Linked DNA regions of Mus musculus: region 2 is linked to region 1. Evidence: chromatin contacts called from public Hi-C data. All regions are on one chromosome and are shown on one strand. The core of a region is the stretch at or near the end of the contact, and the rest is flanking DNA. Distances in the headings are between cores, read along the strand shown.

What was found. Hi-C and Micro-C count contacts between places; a contact is called where the count stands out from the background.
Region 2: a contact with region 1 is called in a Hi-C map of cerebellar granule neurons, with 2.8 times the contacts expected there. The contact joins the promoter of Grik2 here to the enhancer-like site in region 1. A contact is called at or near these places in 1 of 39 promoter capture datasets (3T3-L1-derived adipocytes), 5 of 484 Hi-C or Micro-C datasets (cerebellar granule neurons, cerebellum and cortical neurons) and 3 of 9 other capture datasets (adipose tissue, liver and pancreatic islet).

What each region holds. Positions count from the first base shown.
Region 1 is chr10:49,645,546-49,648,498 of GRCm38.p6, reverse strand. All of the region lies in intron 2 of Grik2 (glutamate receptor, ionotropic, kainate 2 (beta 2)), which reads left to right. Among named protein-coding and RNA genes, the nearest start is that of Grik2, 140 kb to the left of the region's middle. Within about 2 kb of position 1,653, at least 9 of the 459 cell types and tissues checked have an H3K27ac peak or open chromatin away from gene starts, as enhancers often do. A contact at or near this core is called in cerebellar granule neurons, where this site is marked.
Region 2 is chr10:49,787,427-49,790,312 of GRCm38.p6, reverse strand. Grik2 (glutamate receptor, ionotropic, kainate 2 (beta 2)) reads left to right here and starts at 1,559. Exons shown (of 17, transcript NM_001111268.3): 1 at 1,559-1,685.

The sequences.
Region 1 (2,953 bases), core at 404-2,903:
AATTTTATTAGGTTGTTTAGCATATAAAATCTCTCAATATGAGGATACGGATGACAACTAAACTTGAAGGTATTTGACTAATTTTAGTGTGATGTGTAGGTCATAAAACTTAAATTGGTTGTTTTGGCTGTGATAAGAGACTTGCTCATTAGCATAATTTTAAATGTAAACAAAATTATCCTTTAAAAACTAGCAATTTTGAATAGTTTAATTATTCATGTAAAACTTTTTTGGTAGTATATTTGTACATCACTTTATGCATTTTACATATTTAATTAAAATGTTAAATAAGATTCATGTAAACCTGAATCTTCATCTCTCAATAGACTTTTCTGGTGGAAATCCCATTTATTTTTCTGGTATTTTAATTGTCAAGGACAGATTCTTCAAAATGTTTTTATTTATTCTTTGATATTTTTTATACACTATACTTTAATCTTTTCTACGCTTTAGCTCCTACCAGGTCTCCCTCACTTTCTTTTTACCCAACTTCATATTCTTTATCTTAAAAATCTAAACTAACACTTGCCCCCACCTCCACCCCCACCCCCCAAAATGATGTGTTTTGGCCAACTAGTCTTGAGCAAATGAAGTCTATGCTGGAGTATTGTTGATATACTCAGTGTTAATTTGTTGATGAAAACTGATTTTTCCCTTCCCTAACAATTACTAGCTACCAAGAGCTTCCTGGCTAGGACTGGGACTTTGTGCCCACTTCTTGGTGTTGGGATTTTGTCAGACTGATCTTGGGCTGCCACATTCTCTGTGAATTCCTATGCGTGCCTTCTGTGTTGCCTGGAAAATACAGTGACATTAAACATTTTCCCTAAAATCCTAAGTCCTATTTGTTCAAGGAAAGTTTTGTTTTGTTTGATTTCTTTTATCTTAAAGTTTTGTCATGTATAAAAATGTCAGACATTTTATCCTAGAAATCTGAATTTTCAAAGCTACTGATGATTTTGTTTAGAAATTCATAGATAATTCCTATGCCTTTGTCTCTGTGTAGTAAAATGATAAGGTTTTGTCATCATTATCGCAAAGCTCTTCTTGGTGCTGAGATTCACTGAATTACATAAATTTTGGAGGATGAGTGTATGTCTTTGATATTTAGCCTTTGAATATGGTTACCTGCCAAGATATATTCATCATATTCATGTTGGTGGCAGATTGTCATGAAAGGTCAACAGTTCCTGGTTTTGCTTTCACTTGATATTTTGATATCCACTCATGCATGGCTATTTTCCTTTGGTCGATGTTGTGTTCTGTGAAGCTGCATATACTTTTGCCAATCTACTTTGTAAAGGATTGAGTTTATTCTGATAGACATATAAAGACTTGTTGTTAATGAAGTTGTGAAATTAAAGTTAGACCTTAATATAAAATGACAAAGAACATGTTTCCCTTATAAGATAAAATATGTCTGAGGAAACAAACCTTCATTAAGTGCCAGATCTTTCTGACAACTAGTAGCATTAAAGATATGGTATTCTCCTGTGGTGTGAACTCTCCATACGCCTATTAAAGGGATTTTTCAAAAGCACTGATATGATTCAGAAAGAAAAAAAAATAAAAAAAGAGCCTTCCCTAACTCAGGCTATACTAGGTCTCTGACTTCTGATTGGTGTACTCAGTCTGTCACTCTGGCACAGAGGATGTTAGATTAATCCCACAAGAAATGTCCCTCATGGAGTCATATTGATTTTTGCCTGCATTAGTATCTTCCAGGTACTTACAGCTTTGATGACAACGTGTGTAGGAAATCTATAATTTTCTTAGTTTTTCTTTTTTGTGTTTGCTTATTTTTTAGTAAATGTTGAAATTACCTGCTCTAAGCATGTGTTTCAAAAGTAAGTTTTAGTAAAGAATCCAGTTTCTTTTATAAAATAAAATTGTTCCTTGTGTGGCTTAACACAGATTTAAGTCTCCATTAACAGATGAATTATTTCAGTTCCTCTTTGTATTTTGCCTTTCTGACAACAAAGGCTTGGGGAATCTAAAAATGTCCTCATGTCAAGGAGCTATTGATGGCATATACAACAAGATCATTGTTATCTTGACGTCACTAGAGTTTTATTTTATGAATAGACACCAGTGTTTCATAGTTTAATTTTTTATTTCAGCTGTGCATCATTTACACTGTCACAGTTACTATGTAATAACAGAGTTACAAAAATGCCATAAATGCTTAGTGGTTTTGCCACATAGCTATTTGTAAGTAGAGTTTAAAAGCTGCTGACACATGAATATTTTAGCTTACATATAGTGCAACCCATTATCTTTCATGTACATTTTCTGACAGAGAAAAACATTTTAAAGAAAAATGCTACCACATTTAGATATTGTGCATCAGTCATATTCTTGTTATAGTGACCATGTTTTAAGATGTGTATTTTACTGATATAAAAGCATTTATATAAAGTGCTGGAGAAAAGTTAAGAGTAACAAGATGCTGATGAACTTTATTTAAATGAGGGTCTCATGAATATGATATGCATGCTCTTTGTTTTTTAATATATTCATTTAAGATTTCAATGATAGTTTTGATATCACTAAAAACTCTTAGAAGCCATTTATGAGCCTGAAATTTTTATTTGAATTTGTATAAAAATTAATTTGATTATAAACTATTGCTGCATCTAGTTTTGAACAGGATATCCTTAAAGCTTAAAAGTAATCAAATGTGTTACTTCATTACTGATTTCCTTCGAAGTGTGGAAAACCATAGAAACACCTTAAAATCCAAGATATTTGGCAGCAACTCATAAGGTGCATCTGCAGTGTTAGGTTGTTCTAGGAATACAAGTAGAATGACTGTCATTAAAATTAAACTTCACTTTGTTAATCAAGGAAATAAATTTGTATTGTCTTGTGGCTTACAATTAGAAGAAAACAAGAAAAGGTGTAAGAAAGGGTGGAAGTGATAGGGAATCAGGAGAAGTGAAGATGGAAGGGG
Region 2 (2,886 bases), core at 310-2,809, 140 kb before region 1:
CTCCCAGAGACAGCTAAGCACAGTAAATGTGTGGTGTATGTGTGATACGGTGTAGAGAGCCTAGGATGGTGAACAACGTAGTAAATAGTGAGGATTTGGCTAGGACTGAGTCAGATGTTAGCCCAGAATGTGTGGCATACCGAGACAGGTTCAGGAAAGTTTTTACTCTTCTGGGATAGCAATGGCTGCAGGTAAAACAAAACAAACAAACAAACAAAATACAGCAAAAGAACAAACGCTTCTCTGCGGCCTGTTGGTCTGCTGTAGGGTGAACAGGAGCCTCTGCTTCCAGCCCTTCAGAATTAGACTGGAGTGCTCCTGGGACTGCAGTTGCCTCTAGGCTCCACTGAGCTTAGGAATTCCACCTGGCCTGCTTCCTATTACAATCCCTTTGAAATTTGTCTCCTGGGCTGGTCTGCCAAGCCTGTTCAAGCTTGGCCTCTCTTAAACCTCCTCGAGAATAGTAGCTCACCAATGTACTCTGGGGGGAACTGCTAAGTCTCCACTCTAGTTAATATTGCAGGGCTGAGGATAAAGTAGCAAAGGTATTGAATACATGTTGACTTTTCTGACCCAGAGGAGAGCAAATCCGGGATTGTTTGCAGAAGCTAATCGCTCCTCCAGAGAAGCCTGAGGAGTCTGGTGTGCTCTCTGCCTCCTGTCCCCACCCCTGACTCCAGGAAGCAACCCTTGGGAAGACCCTAGGACTTAGGCACCCTCCTCCTCCCACTTCTCCTTAAAAACATCTTTCAATATCTCATATTTAAGTACTTCTATATGCTCATTTTCCCAACCATGACAGCTAGGACTCCAGGTTCTGTGCTTGCCAGGCCTCAAATTCCCTCAGAGTTCAGGGACCTAGCTTGAAGAACAAAATCAGATATAAAGGGGCTAGACCTGTGCTGAGATTTCCTGCCAGCTTCTTGATGTTGAAAGTCCATTTCTTTTGCTACTGGACACCAGGAGAGACCAAAACCCATCTAGCTTGAGAAGCAGGATAGAAGTAGAAGATGCAGAAACCAAGATGATCCTCACCAACCTGAATGGGAAATGCAGTAGTTGAACCAAAAGGGTCACTTTGGAGACAACCAGCTGCTCCCCAGATGCTGGCAACATAGAAGTCTCGTTGCCATGGTTTCAGGAGCAGCAAAAAAGCAGCCACCCAGAAGCAGAAGCTATGAGTCCTTATACTCAGTGTAGCTTCTCAGAGCAGGCAAAATCAATCCTTGTCCCTTTTGCCTTACCCACTGTCATTCAGAGCATCTCTGTCCCTGTTCCCCTATGCCTGGATGTGGATGTGCTTGCTTGCAGGAGACGAAATCAGGGCCGAGGGTTCCGGAAGCACTAGGTGGTCAGTACCCGGAATTCTCTCCCTGGAGTTCTTGAAATAAAGAGTGCACCGTGCTCTTGGGTGGGCCTGGGTGCCCTGGAGCTAGTAACAGCAGCGGGGAAAGAAGCGCGGCGCCTTTAAAGCAAGAGGAGAGGAACCCCCGCCAGGAGGCGTGTCTGTCTCCAGCGCCACCGCTGCGGCTCCGCGGTCTCGGTCTCCGCCGCCGTCACTTGCGCTCTCGCTGGCGGCTGCGTGGCCGAGGCTGGGAGCCCGGGACTTCCCGCTGAACCGCCTCCTGCCGCAGCTCTGAGAGGACTACCCCAGTCCCTACCCTCCCTCTTCACCCTAGCCGCAGGTAAGCACTCGCCAGCGGTGGACCCTCCCTGGAGCTCAATCCCAGGGCGTTCGCTGTGGGTCCGGAGGCACTGCGGACCCGCGAGGAGCACTAGCCGCGGACAGGAAAGGAAGAGGGGAACCGCTGCCCGGCTGAGTTCGTGCGCTCCAGGCACCTGCTGGATGCAGCCGCTTGGAGGGCTTTGTCTCACTTGCTGCAGCCAGTGCCCCGCAAGGATGAAAGTGGCTCATTTGGCTCCTGGCTGGTGTTCTCCACGTAAAATATTTGAATAAGTCGATCTGTCAGATGTGTACTCAGCTACCGGGACTCAACGCTCAAGGCGAAGAGACGCAGGAAAGCTGTGTATCTTTGTGCCATAACAACTCCTCATCCCTCTTTCGTCCACCAGTCCCACTATCTCCCTGATTCATAACTCTGGGGTGAGAAAGTTGAGATTATTTTAATACTGAGGACAGTATTAAAAGCTTCAGGAAGAAAAAAAAAAAAAAACTCTCAGGGCATCCCACAGGGGTAAGGACTAACTGCATCACTGAGGTGGATCATAAAGATTCAGAACTTTTAACCAACCACATTTCCTCATATTTTTATCTTCTGGAGTATTGGAAGGGTGTGTGTGTGTGTGTGTGTGTGTGTGTGTGTGTGTGTAGCAGTAGTAGCAGAGAGAGAGAGAGAGAGAGAGAGAGAGAGAGAGAGAGAGAGAGAGAGAGAGAATCAAACAGGACTAATGCTTCTAAGATGATTTTGGATTTGGGGGTTGGAGGATATTAGAAACTACCCTCTGGTAACGAAACGAACAGATTACCGTTTAACATTTCTTCATCTTCATACTGTAAGTATCTCTCATCAAAATTACCTTATGGATTAATTTTTTTCATCTCACAAGAATATGACTAATTCATTTAAATAAGTCTGCAGTTTACTTGCTGGAAGATGTGCAATTGCGTTTTAATTTGGTCTTGTTTTACTTCCTTACTTTATAACTTTGCAGAATAGACTCCTGCAATAATCAAGTAAGCTTATGAACTCTCAATGTCCTTAGAAACTTAGGCGTTAAAGAATTGAAATGCACAGGGGAAGAAAAGACAGAAAATGACTAAATAGTAAAACATCTATTTTTTTTTAAATTTAAATCCACTGAAGATTGCACATGCTGAATTTTTTAAAAGGAGCTTTACCGACACAAATCTCTTTGGTTCAATTT